2 separate regions of the Macaca mulatta genome follow, and region 2 is linked to region 1. The links are chromatin contacts, called in public Hi-C maps. All regions are on one chromosome and are shown on one strand. Each heading gives the region's core, a stretch centred on a gene start, on an enhancer-like site or on the middle of the called end of the contact. The rest is flanking DNA. Distances are from core to core; before and after follow the strand shown. Region 1 holds the start of CDC25A (cell division cycle 25A). Region 2 holds the start of TMA7 (translation machinery associated 7 homolog).

The links. Hi-C and Micro-C count contacts between places; a contact is called where the count stands out from the background.
Region 2: a contact with region 1 is called in a Hi-C map of fetal cortex germinal zone, with 3 times the contacts expected there. The contact joins the promoter of TMA7 here to the promoter of CDC25A in region 1. A contact is called at or near these places in 5 of 14 Hi-C or Micro-C datasets (CD4 T cells, blood, fetal cortex germinal zone and 2 more).

What each region holds. Positions count from the first base shown.
Region 1 is chr2:111,566,867-111,572,413 of T2T-MMU8v2.0, reverse strand. CDC25A (cell division cycle 25A) reads left to right here and starts at 3,387. Exons shown (of 15, transcript XM_077992526.1): 1 at 3,387-4,175; 2 at 4,330-4,760. The coding sequence starts at 4,591.
Region 2 is chr2:111,844,128-111,849,674 of T2T-MMU8v2.0, reverse strand. TMA7 (translation machinery associated 7 homolog) reads right to left here and starts at 2,144. Exons shown (of 4, transcript NM_001193367.1): 1 at 2,114-2,144; 2 at 1,959-2,014; 3 at 1,789-1,876. The coding sequence starts at 2,129. The region is part of intron 1 of TREX1 (three prime repair exonuclease 1); the gene reads right to left. CCDC51 (coiled-coil domain containing 51) reads left to right here and starts at 2,277. Exons shown (of 3, transcript XM_028844086.2): 1 at 2,277-2,331.

The DNA.
Region 1 (5,547 bases), core at 2,138-4,637:
AGGCATGAGTCATTGTGCCTGGCCAGGAGTTTTACTGTGAAGGGAAGGAATGAATATAGTTGGAGGGGAAAGTGGCATCAAGGAAAGACTTTTTGTCACTAATAATAAATATTTCATTGAAATACACTATTCATATGGAACAGCCAACAAATCTTGAGTGTGTAGCTCAGTGAATTTCCACAAGGTGAACACACTGAAGTAATCAGCACCCAGATCCAGAAACAGAAAGTGGCCAGGCGCAGTGGCTCACGCATATAATCGTAACACTTTGGGAGTCCCAGACGGAAGGATCGCTTGAGCTCGAGGGTTTGAGACCAGCCTGGGCATCACAATTAGACTCCCATCTCTAAAATTAATTTTTTTTTCCCGAGACAGAGTCTTGCTGTGCTGCCCAGGCTGGAGTGCAATGGCATCATCTCTGCTCACTGTAACCTCTGCCTCCTGGGTTCAAGCGATTCTCCTGCCTCAGCCTCCCAAGTAGCTGGGATTACAGGCGTTCACCACCATGCCTGGCTAATTTTTTGTATTTTTAGTAGAGATGGAGTTTCACCATGTTGGCCACGCTAGTCTCGCACTCCTTACCTCATGATCCACCCACCTTGGCTTCCCAAGGTGCTGGGATTACAGGTGTGAGCCACCATGCCCAGCAAAATAAAATTTTTAATTAGCTAGGTTTACGGGTGCATGCCTGGTTCAGGCTACTCAGGAAGCTGAGGTGGGAGGATCACTTGAACCTGGAAGTTCTGTAGTGAGCCATGATCATGTCACTGCACTCCAGCCTGGGCCACAGAGCAAGACTCTGTCTCAAAAAGTGAAAAATGAATAAGAAACAGAATATGACCAGTTGCCAATATCCCCTTCATGGCCCCTTGCAATCACCACCATCTTTCTGAAAGGTAACTAGTACTATAACTAACTTTTTTTTTTTTTTTTTGAAACGGAGTCTCGCCCTGTCACCCAGGCTGGAGTGCAGTGGCTCAATCTTGGTTCACTGCAACCTCCACCTCCTGGGTTCAAGCAATTCTCATGCCTCAGCCTCCATAGTAGCTGGAATTACAGTTGTGTGCCACCACGCATGGCTAAATTTTGTGTATGTAGTGTGTGTGTATATATATGTGTGTGTATTATATATGTATATACGCGCACACACGTGTGTGGGGGTGTGTGTGTGTGTGTGTGTGTGTATATATATATATATTTTTTTTTTTAGTAGAGACTGGGTTTCACCATGTTGGCCAGGCTGGTCTCGAATTCCTGGCCTCAAGTGATCTGCCTGCCTCAGCCTCCCAAAGTGCTGGGATTACAGGTGTGAGCCAGACCTAAACAGCATGTTCTCTTCTGTGTCTTCCTTCTTATGTTTGACATTGATGTGAGATTCACTCCTACTGTGGGTAGTGCTTCTGTCCTTTTCATCACTGTATAAAATAACTTTGTTCTATTTACTGATTTAATTGTTGATGGGCATTAGGGTTGCTTTCTGTTTGGGGCTACAATGATTAACATGGCCATGAATATTTGTGCACGTGCATTTTGGCACATTTGAACTGTACTGTAGCTTCTGTGCCAACTTTTCCCTTCCCACAGCCTTCTGTGGCCACCTCCTCACCTTCCCACGATTTCCATGGTTGCCCATGACCTCCTTCTGGCCACCTTCAGTGACTCTCCTCGGTGCACCTCTGAACTATGGACTTAGCTGCTCCCTTGTGGTTTCTTTCTCAGCCCCAGCTTTGTGGTCCTGTCCCACTACATGAAGTCCTCAATGCTAGTGCTCCCCAGATCCAGGGTCCTAAAAACCCTTTGTACATCCTCAGTGGGCATTACCATCTTCATGCTAATCAACACCAAATCTGTCTCCTGACTACACCCCCTAGCCAGGCCACCAGCACAAAACTGAGCTCATCAAATTCCTCCAAGAATTATGTCTCCAGTTGTTGAAATGTTACATCCACCCAGGTACTTGAATCATTACCTAAGAATCATTCTAGCCTCCTCCCTTCCCTCTAGCCCCCTACAATCTTAACTCTCAATTATCAAAATCTGATGAGATCTACCTCCTTCAGGGCTCCCAGGGTCATTCCTTTCCTTCGGTCTCTGAGCCCCCACCTTGCTTCAGAATCTCCCAGACTTTTGGGACAGCCAAAAGTCCTTGTTCCTCAGGCCTCTCCACTCTCCTCCACTGATCCACCCTAAAGCAAATCTGATCCGGTTATCACATACCCTCCACACCCTCCACTGTCCACAGGATAAGACCAAACTCTTCAGCAAAGTCCAATCCTTTCAAGAACTGTCCCTCACAGCCACTCCCATGTGCCCATTCTAGAACCGACTGGATCAACGCAGGAGTAGTTCCCGGCAAGTACAGCGCTCCTCCTCACCTCCTGGCTGCTGAGGACCCTTTCCTTAGAAAGCACTTCCCCCCAGCTCCAAGCTCCCCTTCTCCAGCAACCTTCACCTTCGGCTTTAATCTCCTTTGGGACGTGCCCCCCACTGTACTGCCTTCCCCAGTCTCCGCCCCTCCTCTCGGTGCCCACCGGCCCTCCGTGAACCACAGCTATTGTCATGGTAATAATTTCATTATTAGAAGGAGCTTTAAGCTCAGTGGACCAGAGCTCCCTGAGGGCAAGGGATTGTGGCATTATTTCAAGCACTGAATTTGTTCTAGTAATCCCTGAATAAACATATGTTGGATGAATGAATGCGGTAACAGGAATGTTGAGCCAAGTATTAAACCACACAAAACACAGGAGGAGAGGAAAGTATTCAGAGATACGACAGGGAGAACTATTTGAAACAGTTCACAGACCCTGTGAACTGTGCAGAGAGGCCTAAATAGCCTGGGGCTTCTGGAGGGAAGGGAGGTTCCTGGGTGGTGGAGCACTGGTGCACAGAAAAGCAGATGAATCCTGAGAGGGAGATTCCCCACTGTGAAGGGTCTGGTGTTGGGGCCAAAGGCTGGGGGCTTCCACCTGTCCATCATGGCTTTTCAAACTGTAGGGTTTTTTTTTTTTTTTTTTTGGAGATAGGGGGCAGGGGGGTGTCTCACTTTGTTGCCCAGGCTGGTCTCAAATTCGTGGGCTCAGGCAATCCTCCCACCTCGCCCTCCCAAAGTGCTGGGATTATAGACGTGAACCACTATGCTCAGCAGTAGGTTGCAATTAAATCATGCACTTATGGCTCTCAAAATCGTTCTAGGAACTGCCACAGGTGCAGGGGCTATAAAAGTAAATACGCCCACTTAGAAAATGGGGATAATTCTATGTCACAGAGTTGTAAAGATTACATGAATTAATACAGATTAACACACTGGGAACAGCGTCAAGTGCATAAGCACTATGTAAACTTTAGCTATTATTTGCTATTATTGTATTTGCTGTTATTGCTCTCTAGGTGCTCCCAGGGGGCTAAGAAGTCGTGGGAAGAAAGAAATGATTCTAAGAGAATCCAGTAAGGGCTAGAATGGAAGTGAGCAAACAATGCTGAGGCCCACAGCACATGTTGTACTGCGGGGTTCAAATCCCATAAGGCCAGCAGCACCCGGGGTCTGTGAGCCCTCCAGAGTTGGGCCCTGGTGGTCGAGTCCAGTCCTGGGGGTCATTCCATTCCCTCCCTCATTATAAATTGGGGCCTGAAGGCCCGGGGCGGAAGAAAGGGGTCCACAATACTGCACGGTTAGAGGCCGAGCCAAGGCTGGATCCGGCCAGACCTCCACAGCTCTTCCTTAGCCTCCACATTCCCTCAGGGTGTGGGGCGCCAGGTTGGGGGCGAGGTAGTGGAGGCCCAACGGAGGCCGAAGCTAACTGGACGGCGCCTCGCGATGAGAACTACGCTTCCCAGCATGCGACGGGGCAAGGGGGCCTTTCAGCCGCGAGCAGTGTCTCGCAGGGTCTGCTGGGAGTTTTCATTGACCTCTGATCCCCCCGCTCATTTTGATCCGCGCTAGTCCACTCTAGGCTCCGCCCCCTTCTGAGAGCGGATGACCTGGCAGAGTCCCGCGAGCCGCTTCCTTCTTCCCCTCTCATTGGCCCAGCCTAGCTGCCATTCGGTTGCGAGGAGGAGAAGTTGCTTACTGATTGGTGGATTCCGTTTGGCGCCAACTAGGAAAGGGGGGCGGGGCAGCAGCGGCCCCCACTGAGCTGCTATTACCGCGAAAGGCCAGATTGGCTGCGACAGCCTGGGTAAGAGGTGGAGGTCGGCTCGGTTTTCTGCTACCCAGAGCTGGGCAAGCGGGTGGGAGAACAGCGAAGACAGCTTGAGTCTGGGCCGTTGCCTCGAGGCTCTCGCCCGCCTTCTCTCGCTGACCCGCCGCGTTTGTTTGGATTTAATCTTCAGGTTGCCGGCGCCCGCCCGCCCGCTGGCCTCGCGGTGTGAGAGGGAAGCACCCGTGCCTGTGGCTGGCGCCTGGAGGGTCCGCACACCCGCCCGGCCGCGCCGCTTGCCCGCGGCAGCCGCGTCCCTGAACCGCGGAGTCGTGTTTGTGTTTGACCCGCGGGCGCCGGTGGCGCGCGGCCGAGGCCGGTGTGTGCGGGGCGGGGCGGTCGCGGCGGAGGCGGAGGAAGAGGGAGCTGGAGATCTGCGAGGCCGGGCGCCGCCATGGAACTGGGCCCGGAGCCCCCGCACCGCCGCCGCCTGCTCTTCGCCTGCAGCCCCCCTCCCGCGCCGCAGCCCGTCGTGAAGGCGCTATTTGGCGCGCCAGCCGCCGGGGGACTGTCGCCTGTCACTAACCTGACCGTCACTATGGACCAGCTGCAGGGGCTGGGCAGGTGAGGAGAGACCGGCGGGCGGTGTCCCAGGCCTCTGGCCTCGGCGTCGGCCTCGGGGAGATCAGGCCAAGAAACGGACCGGGAGAAGGGCGAGACCCTTCCGTCCGGGTTCGCCGCTCGGGGACCAGCCGGGCTAGGGCCCGCCATGTGCACCCCCGCCCGGGCGGAATGTTGGGCGGGAGAGGCGGTCCGGACCTCCCAGGGGAAGAGGTGGAGATCTCGGGCCTAAGCCCGAGCCAGGCCCACCTTCACCCATTTCGGATTGCTCCGTACTGTACTGCTGTCTGTATCCCTGGAAGCTCTTTGGAATCTACCCCCGCGGGGAAAATCAGGCTCTTCTAGGCGCTCACATTCACCCTTTGCTAAACCACCCTCAGGATCTTAGTTTGCTGTGATCTTTGTTCCTTCTCAATAAAGGACCATGGCATTTTCTTTCCTGGCGTTTATGTAAAATCATCTCAGTCCCTCGACCCGTGCACATTCCTGATGTCCACTCTGCTGCTTTCCTAAGGCCAGGTCTTTTTACCTAACTTTCTGAAAGCTTCCTGGGCTTTTCCTGATAGCAAAAAATGCATTCCACGGTGTTTCCGGCGGAAGAGCTACTTTCCCTTCAATCTCTGGCATCCCATTTGCTAAGCACATGTCTTGTGCATTTCCCGACTTCTGAAAAGCAGAAAGTGCCCTGTTCAACTTTCATCCCAACTCTGTCACAGTACCTAGGACACATGCTCTTGTTTTAGGAAATACCCCAATATTTGCCATAGCCATCATAACCTGCAGTGTGGTC
Region 2 (5,547 bases), core at 895-3,394, 280 kb before region 1:
CAGGAAAGAAGATCCAAAGGGGCCTGACAAACCTTAAAAAAAAAATATTAGATGATGCTCAATGACAAACAACTAGCATAGAGTTACACTAAGGACTGATCTTTTCCCTATACACAATCACAGATTAAAAGAGGGTGCAAGATACCTTTTTTTTTTTTTTTTTTTTTTGAGATAGGATCTCACTCTGTCTCCCAGGCTGGAATACAGTGGCGTGATCCCAGCTCACTGCAGCCTGAACTCCTGTGCTCAAATAATCCTCTTACCTTTAACTCCTGTGCTTAAATGAGGCTGCCTCAGCCTTTTAAATAGCTGGGATTACAGGAAATGAGCCACCACCACCACGCTCAGCTAATTTTAAAATTTTTCTGTAGACAGGGTCTCCATTTGATGCTGTGAACTCCTAGCCTTAAACAATCCTCCTGCTTAGGCCTCCCAAAGCACTAGGATTATGGTCGTCAGCCACTGTGCCTGGCCCCTTACACCATTCTGAAAAGGAATCTCAAGAACTAGAATCTCAGTGCTGGGTAGGTAAAGAATAATGGATCAAACCCACTGGGAGAGAGGTCTTGAGAAGCCCCGGATGACACTCCCACCATCCTTGTCTCCATCATGCCTAGTGTGGCTCACAGTGCTCAAATAGGGCATAAACAACTGTGGAGAAAATAATCACTAGTTGGATGAATGTAAAATAACGCTTAAGATGCACATAAAGTACTAGAACTGCTGGGCCTGAAAAATCTTTTGAAATGTAATGAATTCCTCCTACATAAAAGATGTAAAAAGGTGGAGGATTCAGTTAGAAAAGCATATGGAGCAACAGCACACTGAAGAGCCTGGACTTTATCTTTTAGTCTAGGCACACCCAGAAGTAAAAAGACTCAGAAAGCAAAAGCATAGAGATAATATGAGTACCAAAAAAAAAAAGGGTGGCCGGGCGCTTTGGCTCAGGTTTGTAATCCGAGCACTTTGGGAGGCCCAGGCGGGTGGATCACCTGAGGTCAGGAGTTGAGACCAGCTTGGCCAACATGGTGAAACTCCGTCTCTACAATAAATACGAAAAAAATTAGGCGCGGTGGTTCACGCCTGCAATCCCAGCATTTGGGAGGCCGAGGCGGGTGGATCACGAGGTCAGGAGTTCAAGACCCGCCTGGCCAAGATGGTGAAACCCTCTCTCTACTAAAAGTACAAAAATTAGCCGAACTCCGTCTCAAAAAAAAAAAAAAAAGAGAAAAATTAGCCAGACGTGGTGGCAGCCGCCTGTACGCCCAGCTACTTGGGAGGATGAGGTAGGAGAATCGCTTGAACCAGGAAGGCGGAGGCTGCAGTGAGCCGCGATCGCGCCGCTGCATTCCAACCTGGGAGACAGAGTGAGCCTGTCTCAAAAAAACAAAACAAAACAAAAAACACACAGAAAAACTTCGAAGTCAAGTAACGTTCAAACACTAAGAAGGCAGTAAAATACGAATTTGGGGCAAGAGATTGCGGAAGACACTGAGAAACTTAACTGTATGAATCTGCGTCTGAGGTAAATACATTTCAATGTTTCCGTTTCTGCATTCCCTAAGGAATGGAAGTCCAGACTGCCTGGGAGGCAGGAGACTTCGTTTCCAGCTCCCGGCCCTTACTGCTGCTGCAAATCCGAGACTGGCTAAGGACCATCCGCTACAGCGGACGTCGGAAAACGAGACCTCGCAGTTCAGTAGGCAGGAAAAAGGCATGTCCGCGCCCTCATCCCAACAGACGCTCATAGCGTTTGGCCAGCTTGAGCTACATTCAGCCCCCACTTACCCAAGGGCCCCTTCCCCGCGGCCTTCGCTTTTAGCTCCTCGAGTTTCTTCTGCTCCTCTTTTTGTTTCTGCTTGAAAGCCTTATCTTCCTGGGGAGAGGCAAAGGGGGTTCAACTCAGGCCTGTTTCCCAGGCCCTCCGCACCCGCCCGTGTCTCCGCGCCCGCCCTCACCTCGTCCATCTCCTTGGCCTGCTTCTTAGGCTGTTTCAGTGGCTTCTTCTTGCCCCCTGTGGGCGACACGAACACGTTCGGCCTGCCCCTGCCGCCCGGTCCCCGCCCCGCCGTCCCCGCAGTCCTCACAGTCCTCACCGTCCCGCAACACTTACCTTCGCGGCCGGACATCGCGCCTTGCGCCCCTTCCCCAGACCCTGCCACCGGAAACGGCGCGTCTTCCCCCACCCTCTGTCGTAGACAGCGGGGCGGCCCCCCTGATTGGCTCCTAGTCAGGAAGTTGAACTCTCGCTACCGGATGCGGCGCTCCAGGGGCGGGGACTAACAGGTCAGAGGTCAACTGAGTGGCAGACGCTAGGTCCGGCCGCGCCAGGTACGAGGAACTAGGGTCGTCCTGCCAGGGTAGAATCCGGAACCGTAAGAGGGGTACTTAATCGGAAGGCCCCCCAGGCCTGTGGCCGTGCGCGGGAAGAGCACTTCAGGTACACAGCAGGGCATGTGCATGTGCAAAGGCCTTGAAGCTCGGCGCGTTCTTGGAACCGAGGAAAGCACAGCTTGGGTGGAGGTAGAGTAGGCTGGGAGATGGCAGAAGTGGGAGGGAGTTATATCACATGGTCCTATAGCTTTGAAAACCCCTGTAAGGAGTTTGTTTTATAATATAGTCAGGGGTGCAGCAGTTTGCGAATTCTGTTTATTCATCTATGAAAATGGTCTAAAAAATTTATTTTGGTCATGGCCATACAACTCTGTGAATATGCTAAAACCACTGAATTGTACACATTGCGTGAATTATATGGTATGCAAGTTATTGCGTGAATTATATGGTATGCAAGTTATATATCAATAAAGCTTTTTTTCCCCCCCCGAGATGGAGCCTTGCTCTTGTCGCCCAGGCTGGAGTGCAATGGCACGATCACTTCAACCTCTGCTTCCTGGGTTCAAGCGATTCTCCTGTCTCAGCCTCCCCAGTAGCTGGGATTACAGGTGCCTACCACCATGCCCGGAAAATTTTTGTATTTTTAGTAGAGACGGGGTTTCGCCTCCCCAGTAGCTGGGATTACAGATGCCCGCCACCATGCCTGGAAAATTTGTGGTAGAGACGGGGTTTTGCCATATTGGCCAGGCTGGTCTCGAACTCCTGACCTCATGATCCTCCTGCCTAAGCCTCCCAAAGTGTTAGGATTACAGGCGTGAGCCACCGCGCCTGGCCAAAGCTCTTAATTTTTTAAGTAACGGTGCTGAGTGCTGGGATGCTACAGTGTCCAAAGATTAGGCAGATGAATACATTTTTTGCTGGGTATGTACTATATGTAGGTACCAAGCTGAAATTCTAGTGAGTGAGACAGACTATAACCAAAGCAAATAAATGAGATACATATTGTAGGTCATGTGATAGGTGCATGGAAAAAATAAAGTGTAGACAGTGGGTCAGGAGTGCTAGGGTGGGAGTGGGATCGCCATATCTGATAGGGTGTGTGTAGACCTCCCAAGGGGCTACTAGTTGAGCAGGACTTGAAGAAGGTGAGGGAGCAAGCAGCACTGATAGCAGCTGTCATGAAGGCCCTGAGCTGGGGACAACCTGGTGCGCTCCAGCAACTTCAAGAAGATCCATGTGCTTGGAGTGGAGTGAGGAAAGGGAGACTAGTGGGAGATGAGGTCAGAGGAATGAGAGCCAGTGGGTAGGTTCCCTGTAGGCCATGGAAAAGACAGGCTTTTACCTTGAGAGAAGTGGGGAACCGTTGTAGGGGTTGAGCAGAGAGACATGGTCCCACCTGTGTTTGGAAAGGAACATTGACTCTGCTGACAATAAATTGCAGTGACTGGAATAGAAGCAGGGTGACGTCTGTCAGGAGGCTCTTGGGATAGTCCAGGCTAGAGATGTGATGTAGGTCATTGGGACCATTTGGTAGCAGTGGCAGAGGTGAGAAGAGGAGGGATCCTGGATTTGGAAAGCCAGTGGCATTTGCTGATAGATGGATGTGAGGTGGGAGAGAAATGAGGAATCAGGGGTGATGCGAGGTTGTTGGTCTGAATACTTGAACCTGGTATTGCTGTCATCCATGTTGGAGAAGGCTATGGGAAAAACAGGTTTGGGAGGGGAAGATGAGATCTCCATTAGATTTTCAGGCAGACGGGCCGGGCGTGGTGACTCCTGCCTGTAATCCCAGCACTTTGGGAGGCTGAGGTGGGTGGATCACGAGGTCAGGGATTCGAGACCAGCCTGACCAACATGGTGAAACCCCGTCTCTACTAAAAATATAAAAATTAGCTGGGCATGGTGGGGTGCCTGTAATCCCAGCTACTCAGGAGGCTGAGGCAGGAGAATTGCTTGAACCCGGGAGGTGGAGGTTGCAGTGAGCCGAGATTGCGCCACTGCACTCCAGCCTGGGCGACAGAGCAAGACTCCGTCTCAAAAAAAAAAAAAAAAAAAAGATTTTCAGGCAGAGATACAGGTTGGGAAGTTTGATAAATGAGCCAAGAACCCTGTGGAGAGAGGTATAGGCTGGAGAAGTCAAGAGTATAATTTTTTTTTTTTTAAAACAACTTTATTGATGTATAACTTGCATACCATACAATTCATGCAATGTGTGCAATTCAGTGGTTTTATTATATTCACAGAGTTGTATGGCCTTCACTAAAATAAATTTTTTAGACCATTTTCATAGATGATTTTTAAAACCACAGGACTGGATAAGAGAGGAGTCTGAGTGCTGAGCGCTGGGGTGCTGCATATTCCAGAGGTTAGGCAGATGAGTGGGCACTGGAAACCAAGTGAAACGGCATGTGAAGGAGGAGGGGGTGAAGGCCAGATCAGAGGGAGCTGGATGGAATCAGAGAAGAGGAACAGAAACAGTGAATTCAGGCAGTCTGTCAAGGAGTTTGGTTATAAAGGGAACCAGAGAAATGGGGCAGTTGCTGGTGGGGGTGTCAGATCAATTACTGAGCAGTGTCTCAGGAAGAGAGAGGATTTGGGCCCTGGGGCACAGGTTGGTCTTCCCTAGAAGCATGGGTTTTTTTATCCCGAGGATCAAGAGAGGAGGTGGAAATGGGGCAGTTACTGGTGATTGGGAGTTTGTGGAAGTTCTCTTCCAACTTTTTATTATTTTCTTGGTGGAAAATGAAGCAAGCAGACTATCAGGCTGGAAGTGAAGATGAGGAACATGATAGAGGCTTGAGGAAGGGGCAGTTGGTAGGAGACAGCCATCTACATAGATGGGAGAATGGATCTGAAGGGGCAGGATTCTGAACTTGACCCTCAGGGCCCTGCTTCACCTGTCCAGCTTCTCCATCCATTCATCTCTGCTTTTGCTTTCCAGTTGCACTGACTGCCTTTCAGGTTTTGAGCAACCTCAAGCACTTTCCACCTTTTCTCTTTGCCAGGAACATTCTTCCCCTTGGTGGTTGGGGGGCCTGTGAAACATCTAAGTGGTGACATCCTGGGGGCTGAGAAATGGGGCCTGGGGTTGGGGGCTGGTGGGGTGGTGGAGAGCCTGAGGGGAGGGACTGGAGTGGAGAAACAACTTGGGGATTATTGCCACATTCCCTTATGAAGTCTCTGTTGTCACCCAGCTTAGGTTCTAGTGAGAGA